Linked DNA regions of Pan troglodytes: region 2 is linked to region 1. A link is a contact called in public Hi-C data. All regions are on one chromosome and are shown on one strand. Each heading gives the region's core, a stretch centred on a gene start, on an enhancer-like site or on the middle of the called end of the contact. The rest is flanking DNA. Distances are from core to core; before and after follow the strand shown. Region 1 holds the start of AGPAT5 (1-acylglycerol-3-phosphate O-acyltransferase 5). Region 2 overlaps AGPAT5 (1-acylglycerol-3-phosphate O-acyltransferase 5).

Region 1 (4,808 bases), core at 1,619-4,118:
TTCTGTAATCACTTTCTTTTCAAAACATCATTCATAACTCATCAGAACTTCGTAACTACTTAAATTTATAATTAAAAGCCTTTTTAAATTTATCATTAAAAGCCCCCCTCTCCCCACCTTTTTTTTTTCTTTGAGATGGACTCTTTCTCTTTTGCCTAGGCTGGATTGCAGTGACGCGATCATGGCTCATAGCAGCTTTGAACTCCTGGGCTCAAGCAATCCTCCCAACTCAGCCTCCTGAGTAGCTGGGGCTACAGGCATGCACAATCACACCCAGCTAATTAAAAAAATATATTTGTAGAGATGGAGGCCTCACTCTACAAATCGCTTAAGTGATCCTTCCTCCTTGGCATCCTGAAGTGCTGGAATTACAGGTATAGGCCACCATGCCCAGCTGATAAAAACATTTAAATATCAGTTTAAGAATGTGTGATGGGAATACACAGCATTCTTTCAAGGGGCATCTCAACAAATTTTAAAAAGAAAATTGTGGCCCACTCCAGTGCTATGCATGAGAATATGCTGTTTTCTCAGCTTCAGGCGTTCAAATGTGCCATTCTCCCATGGAAAGCCCACTAAGTCCCTCAAGCTTCACCTGAAATACCATTTCACTGAGAAGTCTTCCTTGTCTCCAGACTAAATTAGATTGCCTTGATATATGCTCCCATAGAACCATGTATGTCCCCTTTTCATCCCACAGGTAACTACTTGTTAAATGTTGTACAAGGAAGGCATAGACAGAATTCACCTTTCACTGTTCCACTGGTGCCCAGCAGGGTATGCAAAGGAGGAAGTCAGCTGTGCTCTGAAAGAAGCACCATTCCAGTAAAGGTGAGGAAAAGGTCATCAGACTGCAAGGGCTCAACAAAAGTACAAGGTAAGGAGGCAGAGGGTGTGGGCTGATTATCAACTAAGAGGTTTGCACGGAAAAAGGACAAAAAAAAAAAAAAAACAACAACAGAAAAACAGGGCCAGGTAGTGGCAGAAAGAGAGGGTGGATCTGTGACTGTTCACAGGAAGAGAGGAGTGGGAGCAGGACAGAGAATAACTGATAGTCAGGAGCTGGGTTTGGAGATAAAGAGGGAACAAGAGAAAGTTAAGTTCTGTGTTTTCATGGCAAACATTGCACAAAAGTTTACAAGTTGGTGACTAACAGTAACCTGGGGTGATTCACAGTAACAAATTTACACATAAACACATCTTTACTGACTTTATACACAGCAATCCTAACGTGAACACAGAACCTGCTTTATCTTTTCGCACACTGTTCTAGTGTAGAGATGTCTGGTCTCAGTTAAAGAAAGCATAAGGAGCATTAGTTGTGCACACTGTCCACACCCGTGACTTTTTTCCACCAGTACTAAACCTAGTGCTTCTTACAGTACAGGGCAATGACAGCCACAGAAAGAGAGAAGCTCCTTCTACTGTGTAATGCTTCCTGCTGGCCTTCAAATACTTGTTACTTGAGAGATCTCCATTCACCTGGCTTTGTCCCCAAAGGTTACCATCTACCAATGATGTTGTTATTTGATGTTAATCATGTATAAAGAAAGTAGCTACCATCTTGGCCCTGATTAGAATTTCCCACTGAAATGCCGTCCTGCCTAAAGGTAGCACAGGCTTCCATTATGGTGGTGGTGGGGGGGGGGGGGGGAATATATATATATATATATATATGGTAAAGCATTCGGCATTCTTTTAAAGTACAACTATCCTTGAAAAGGGTTACATATTAAACCATTTTTACTACAGCCAAAGGGGAGGAGAAAGATTCAAAAGCCCTGTGGATCTGCTTTAACATCAATAAAACAGTTATCCAGCCTTCCTAGCTTTTAGTGAAGGCTACAAAACTATGCTTTTTATGGATTACGCATGTGCACGCAACTACTTTAATTACTACAGAAAAAAACGAGGCTCCTTATTAAAAAAAAATCAGAAACAAGTCCAACAGACTCTGAGGAAATGAAGCAAGAGTGAATTCTGAAAAGGTCTAATAAACAGTATGGAAATATCCTTGTGCGGTTGTTCTTCAGCTATGCATAAACATGTAATTATCATCATTACTGTGATGGGGAAAAACACGGACCCTAATTCTGAAACACCCTGGTAGCGAGAGACGGGCAGGAGGGGCTGCTGCGCACTCAGAGGGGAGGCTGAGGAGGCGGCGTCCCCTTGCAAAGGACTGGCAGTGAGCAGATGGGGACACTCGAGCTGCCCCGCGACCTGGGCCGAGCTGCCTACAACCTGGGCCCAGGTGCCTGCAAGAATTAGACCTCCGATAACGCTGACACCCCCTTTCTCACTGCTCTAATTGTGTGCATCCCGGCGCCCAGGGGCTTGTGAGCAGCAGGTGCGCGTTCCAGGCAGCTCCAGCGACCCTTGAACCTGCCCGCGCGCACGTCCGGCCGGAGGGAGCAGAACAAGAGGCACCCGGACCCTCCTCCGGCCAGCACCCACCTTCACCCAGCTCCGTCAGTCACCACCATCTCCCTTCCCGCGTCCGCAGCCGGCCCAGCTGGGGAGCATGCGCAGTGGCCGGAGCCGGGTTGCCCGCGCGCCCAGCAGGTAGCTGTACTTCAACTGTCGGCCCAAACCAACCAATCAAGAGACGTGTTATTGCCGCCGAGGTGGAACTATGGCAACGGGCGACCAATCAGAAGGCGCGTTATTGCCGCGGAGCCCCCTGCCCCGGCAGGGGGATGTGGCGATGGGTGAGGGTCATGGGGTGTGAGCATCCCTGAGCCATCGATCCGGGAGGGCCGCGGGTTCCCTTGCTTTGCCGCCGCGAGCGGCGCACGCAGACCCGCACTCGCCTACCCGGCCCCCGGCGGCGGCGCGGCCCATGCGGCTGGGGGCGGAGGCTGGGAGCGGGTGGCGGGCGCGGCGGCCCGGGCCCGGGCGGTGATTGGCCGCCTGCTGGCCGCGACTGAGGCCCGGGCGGCGGGCGGGGAGCGCAGGCGGAGCTCGCTGCCGCCGAGCTGAGAAGATGCTGCTGTCCCTGGTGCTCCACACGTACTCCATGCGCTACCTGCTGCCCAGCGTCGTGCTTCTGGGCACGGCGCCCACCTACGTGCTGGCCTGGGGGGTCTGGCGGCTGCTCTCCGCCTTCCTGCCCGCCCGCTTCTACCAAGCGCTGGACGACCGGCTCTACTGCGTCTACCAGAGCATGGTGCTCTTCTTCTTCGAGAATTACACCGGGGTCCAGGTGAGCCGCCTCCCGCTCCCGGGTCTCGGCGTCCACCCGAGCTCCCGAGGGCGCGGACCTCTCCGCTCCCCCACAGCTGGCGAGGGTCACCCGGCCGGCCCGGCGGACTCAGCACGGAGAGCACGTGCCGCCTCCCCGCCTTCCTCTCCGCCTGCTTCCTGCCGTTCTGCCGAGATCGCGCTCTAGGAAGCTGTGGCTGCGTCGTCCTGAGGCTACGAGTGGGACCCGCCGCCCCTTTCCCCGCCCCTCGCCTGGGTCTGATGCTGCTTAGCAAAGTGGGTGCAGATGCACGTTTTAAATAATAGGGCACGCGTTTAGCAGTTTCTGGCCTTTGGTCCAAAGAGATGGTCATGTTGGAAGAGATCGGAGACGTCTACCCTCCGAAGTGCGCTTTTACAGTGACCTCTTGAAACAGAAGTACAATTCGGTCTTGTGTTCTTTCCCCTGGACAAGTGAAAGCTGGGCGAGGAAATGAATACATTTGTTACCGTAGAAGCCTAACTAGATACAATTCTTGCCAACTTTAACTGGGCTTGAATGTGTGGGTGATCTGTTGTCTGATTACTTTCTTTCTGTTACTGTTTCTCTGTAGAGATTGGATTCGTAGATTAAACTTGAGAAACAAACCATCTTTAACAGTAGGTATTTGAAATGTTATAAAAAAAAAGGTGATTTTTTCTTTTATTTCTCAGTTTGAAAGAACAGCTTTATTCTTGGTTATTCCTAATGTCCACCTAGTTCTCTTTTACTTTTCTTGGTAGGGTTAGGGTGGGATGGGGAAAATGGGACGGTATCATTTTGTCTTTTTAACTTTTTTTTTTTCCACCTACAGCAGCTGTTTTTACCCTGTGGTCAGTCAGCTACTATATTTAGTTTGCAGTTGCACTGCTGATCGACCCTTGATGGCCCCAGTTGGAAGTTGTTTGGGGGGAAGGAACTAGAAGAGGCCAGGGCCTCCATTTAAACCAGTGTCTGTAAGTGTCTCCTTGGAAAGAAAAAAAGATACTGTTCCAGATCATGGTTTCCTGGTAATTGACGTTTAAAATGAGCCTCATTTAAAAATTTCAATAATTCAGGCTAATTTTTTCCCTTTATATGGTAACTCCACCAAGTTTGTCTAAATGTATGATTTTTATCATGATTAAGTTTTTACTTCCACATCATGTGACAACTGGCCTGGGATGGGATATAAGCTCAGAACACAAAGTCATTCACCTCTTAAAAAAATAATTCTATCTGTGGCGGGTTATGTTATTTTTGTTCAAAGCGTACACAATATGATGCAGAATACACCATTGAAGGATTTTTTGGTTTGGCACGTTCTTATTTTTTTAAATGGCTGTAAAACCTAGCAGTGTTTCTGAAATTGCATAACTTACCTGATGTTCAGAGCTCCAGTTTACTTCTTGATTTCCCAGCAAGTGATTTTGAAAACATTTAATCTAATCATTCCCCCCACCGTCTATTCAAATCAAAGGAACTGGCATCCAGCACTAATTTTCATGCATTTATGAAAGGATGCCTGAGGACCCTTAAGTATAATTCAAAATTTTGTTTAATGTGTGTTCCTTGATGAAGTTCTTTAGGAATCGTAGAACTAACT
Region 2 (4,808 bases), core at 1,505-4,004, 41 kb after region 1:
AAAAGGAATGAAGCACTGAGTCCTGCAGCCACACAGATGAACCTCAGATCCATGCTGAGCAAAAGAAGCCAGAAACAGGAGGCCATGTGCTGTGTGACTATATTTCTAGGAAATCTTGAGTCACCATGGGCAAGATGCTATCACCTTTGTTCAGTGGCCAGAAGCGAGGGCACTAATATTTACCCTTGCCGGGGTTTACTAGATTGAATCGTTTCCGATAGACCATAAACTTCCAACACAGTGACTTGTACATGTAGATATTTGATCAATATATAGCAAATGAATATTGATTTAAACAGAAAAAGGCAAGTGAGAGTGCTCTCTAAACTTAGAGCCCTAAATATTTGAGGTTGTGGAATTAATAGATTCTGTCGTGTTTGTTTGAGGGAATTTAAAAATAATTTAGATGTTAAACAGTATATTGTGGAGGTGTTTTGTAACTAATTAATGACAACACTGAATTGACTTCTAGGCCTTGCAGTATTAAAACATGTGCTAACACCACGAATAAAGGCAACTCACGTTGCTTTTGATTGCATGAAGAATTATTTAGATGCAATTTATGATGTTACGGTGGTTTATGAAGGGAAGGACGATGGAGGGCAGCGAAGAGAGTCACCGACCATGACGGGTAAGTGTGTTCACGCACCTGAAATGCCTGCACCCGATATATACGGTGCACATGTTTATGTAGAATTCAGTTTTACAAAGTAGGTGAAGTGTACTTTTTTCCTTCATTACATTTACCCGGTATATTTTTCAAGATGTTATTAAGATGTAACAGTGGAAATCTCATTAGTCCTGCAAAGTGTGGTATTTCTTGGCTGTCGTGTGAGTCCTATGGACTCACCAATTATCATTAATCCAGCCTCTTTCTACTCAAAGTTCACACTTAAAAGGAAAGCTGTGTGGAAGGGAGGAAGACGTGAAGCAGGAGCACGCCCGGCAGTACTGAGTGCACATTATTAGTCCGTGCTGCCCTTCTGCTGTATTTTTCATAAAATAGTTATTAAATCTGGGTGTCATTGTGACAAGAAGAAATACAGTTAAGTGTGACCTTTTTTTTCCCAAACATGTTAGGTTTTAAGAACCTCTGAGCTATTGTCAGATATAACCAGAAAAAAATAGAATTTTAAGTGAGCAGGATAACTTAGTTAAACTAACCAAACATAGTGTTAGCTGTTAGAGAAATGTAAACATGGAAATAGGCAAACAGGGAAGTGTGTGGAGTTTCTGTTTCCTTTTCAAAATATCTGTTTGAGCTGGGGTTGAGAGAGAACACTAGGCTTCATGGGGTTTTTTGTTTTTCGTTTTTTGTTTTGAGATAAGAGTTTCGCTCTGTCGCCCAGGCTGGAGTGCAGTGGCGCGATCTTGGCTCACTGCAACCTCCGCCTCCCACGTTCACACGATTCTCCTGCCTCAGCCTCCTGAGTAGCTGGAACTACATGCGTGTGCCACCATGCATGACTAATATTTGTATTTTTAGTAGAGATGGGATTTCACCATGTTGGCCAGGCTGGTCTCAAACTCCTTACCTCAGGTGATCCACGCACCTCGGCCTCCCAAATGAGCTTTGTGTTTTTACCTCATCAGCTGTTTGGGGTTGAGCTAGTATGTATGTCAGTGTGCTTGTATCAGTAGGATCTACTGAGGGCAGATGTTCAAAATATGAGCCTCCAGCACGTTTTACATGGAAACCCTCACCTGAAGCATTCCTCTGAAGTTGATGTGCCTTGGAAATTTTATAGAGTAATATTTTTAACTACAACAAAACATTTATAAAAGTAGACATTATTAAAGCATTCAGAAGTGAGCAAGGATAGAAATTATTCTGCCCAACCTTACACGTAGGCCTTCTAGACGTAGTACTGTGCACCGTTACATTATCTAACACTGTCTGTGTGTCATCTTTGGATGTCAGGGATTTTTCCAAAGTTCAGTGAGATTATAGTTGTCAAATGATTAGTCTGTTAAATAATGATAAGATGAGGGTCACTCGAGTTTTAAAAGAAAAGCTCTTTGACTGAAAGAGAGAGCAGCTGCCTACTGCAGAAAGTTAGGGAGGGAGGCTGGAGGAGTGAGGCCCAGGGGCTAGCTAGTATAAAAATTGGTTATGGTAGAAGGAAAAAAAAATGTAACATATTTATATCTGAAAGATGATTGTTCTCATAATTGTATATAACACAGAGTAATTGTAAAGTAGAAAACTAAGGTGTTTTTCATTTTAAATGTAAATGTTTAGAATAAGTAATGCATCAGTTTAAAAATTAAAACTGTACGAAATGCACAGTGAAACGTCTTCCTTGCTTTCCACCCTGCTACCTGGCCTTCCCTTCTCCTTCCTAGCGATAACCAGTTTTCTTAATTTGTTGTGCGTTGTATGTGCAAATTTAAGTATATCTTCTTATTCTACCATCCCTCCCTTCTTATAAAAAAGTGGCATATTAATATTTTTCTCTTTTAAACTATCGAAGGAGTTACTTACCTATTTTTGCATTTGAAAACAGACAGTTGTTCATCAAGATTGTCATTGGTTTATTAAACATAGTTTAAGATTAAACAAGTGTTTATAACCAATGAAAAACAGATAGACTCCCCATAATAACCTTGTTTAAATGCTGCTACTTTTATCATGTCCCCTCCTGTCTAAGAACCCCTTGGTTCAGCAGAGCTCGTGGGTAAGGCCAGCCTCTGTTGCCTGCCATCGGAGGACTGCATTCCAGCCGTGAGCTCTGCCTTGTCTTCGCTTCCTCCTGTGCTGTGCCGTGAAGCCTCGGCCGTGGTGAAGCTGGCTGACTGAGTCCTTCTGCACGCCATGCATATTCAGTAGTTGAAGACTTTGTGTGGCCAATCCTGCTTTCCACAGGAAACCACCCTCTCTTTTGTTGCCCTCATCCAAGCCTACTGTTCTCCCAGAGTGACAGGCGGCACCTTTCCCAGCATAGCACTGTGCCTTCTCCTGCCCCTGCTCTTGCAGTACTGCTGTGGCACTGATGGCGTGTGTTACAGTGCTGGCACTTAACACAGGGCTCTGTCTTTCTCTCCTCCCAGCTGCATCATAAGTGCCTTGAGGAAGCCAAAACGCTCTGTGAGTTGCATTGCCTGGGTTCCAACCTCCCACTGCCCTGCTTATCCTCTGCTACATGTGAGCTGACTGTGGCTTTGGGGTGGTCACTGCCTATGTGTATTCATTACAAATTGTCTCCTTTTGAAAGATTGACCTTTCTGACATACCCAGATACCATAAAGAAAATAAAATCTTATCACTTCAGTCAAGGATAAAGTATTTCTGAATTAAAGGAAAAGTACACCAGAGTAAAATCAAGACTGAAAGACAAACTGGGAAATTATTTGCAACCTAGATCATAGAAAAGGGGTCAGTTCCTTCTTGCGTAAAGTGCACTTACACATTGATAAGAAGGTGACTGATAACTAGAAAGAAAACTGGGTAAAGAACAAGAATAGACATTTCACATTTAACCTCATTCATAATAAGATAAGTGCAAATGAAAACTACAGGGGATACCTTTTTTTTTTTTTAATCCATTAGATTGGCAAACATCCCAAGGTTTGATCATAGGCTCAGTGGGTGAGATTCAAGTATTAACAGGCATTTTTATACTTTGCTGTTAGGAATGCAATATAGTATAAACCTTTGTAGAAGTTGCTTTGGAAATGTCTCTCAGATGTACAAATGCATTCACATTTTAGATTTAGCATTCCCGCTTTCTGAGACATTATTCAACATGTATACGTGTGCACATAAGATATAATAATAACACGTTTTTCCTTCTAGTGTGTTGCTTTTAACCTGTAGCTTGAAAAACCCTGCTTTCATTGTTTTGTTTTGTTTTCTGTCACTGGCTCAGCCCTGCTTTCAGTTGTTTGTATGAATTGATGGGTGTTCTGGTCTGGTTATAATCTACTTTAGTTTAAGAGTCACTTTAAATTATATGACATCTGATATAAGTTGTGTTAGGTAGAAAATTCTGTAACTTGGAATACTGTAAGTACTTTGTGGCCAAATTTCATTAGTATTAAATATTATCTCTATATGTAGTAGGCTATTTAATATTCATATTTTATGATGCAATTAAGAAATAATTTTTTTCTGAAGTTGGTAGATTGTTGATATGCCATGACCCAGTGTTTCTCAAAGCATTCTGGGGGATCACTGTTTGTCAGAATTAGCTGCAGTGATTGTTGAACATGCAGGGCCTCTGCTCCACTCCACGTTGCCACCAGGACGCTCTGCAGGTGAGAGCTGGGAAGCTGTAGAAGCTGCAGTGCTAACAAATGCTACAGGAATTCTTGTAGTCACCTTCATGAGGTCTCATGTTGAGGAGAGGCAGCCAGCAGTGTCCCTTGTCCTTCCCGTTTTATGGTGTAAGTTTCATTTTAAGGGAGGTATAAATCAAAGCCCACCTGGGCATTCTCTCGTGGTTCACTGCTTCTTGTAATCATGGAAGATGTCATTGCGGCAGAGGTGAAACAGTGTAATTTGATTACTATTGATTTTTTTTAATTATATTTCTGAAGTGGCTGGTGTAATGTAATAAATTGTGTGCTTAAGGACAACCTTTGGTATTCTATTTAAGTATTGTGTATGATCCTAGTTAAGTTTTTTCTACCAGTATTTTCATATTACAACATATATACTTTCCATTTCTATTAATATTTTTATATTTAAAAATATGGAGGCCTGTAATCCCAGCACTTTGGGATGCTGAGGCGGGTGGATCACAAGGTCAGGAGTTCTAGACCAGCGTGGCCAACACGGTGAAATCCCATCTCTACTAAAAATACAA

The links. A called contact is a pair of places that touch in the nucleus more often than the background predicts.
Region 2: a Hi-C map of a lymphoblastoid cell line shows a contact between it and region 1, with 2.0 times the contacts expected there. The contact joins the enhancer-like site here to the promoter of AGPAT5 in region 1. A contact is called at or near these places in 1 of 7 Hi-C or Micro-C datasets (a lymphoblastoid cell line) and 1 of 1 datasets of contacts at active chromatin or transcription factors (stem cell-derived excitatory neurons).

Annotation. Positions count from the first base shown.
Region 1 is chr7:13,725,329-13,730,136 of NHGRI_mPanTro3-v2.0_pri, forward strand. AGPAT5 (1-acylglycerol-3-phosphate O-acyltransferase 5) reads left to right here and starts at 2,869. Exons shown (of 8, transcript NM_001428035.1): 1 at 2,869-3,205. The coding sequence starts at 2,987.
Region 2 is chr7:13,766,522-13,771,329 of NHGRI_mPanTro3-v2.0_pri, forward strand. AGPAT5 (1-acylglycerol-3-phosphate O-acyltransferase 5) reads left to right here. Exons shown (of 8, transcript NM_001428035.1): 6 at 473-631. Among named protein-coding and RNA genes, the nearest start is that of AGPAT5, 41 kb to the left of the region's middle. Within about 2 kb of position 2,755, at least 10 of the 24 cell types and tissues checked have an H3K27ac peak or open chromatin away from gene starts, as enhancers often do. A contact at or near this core is called in a lymphoblastoid cell line, where this site is marked.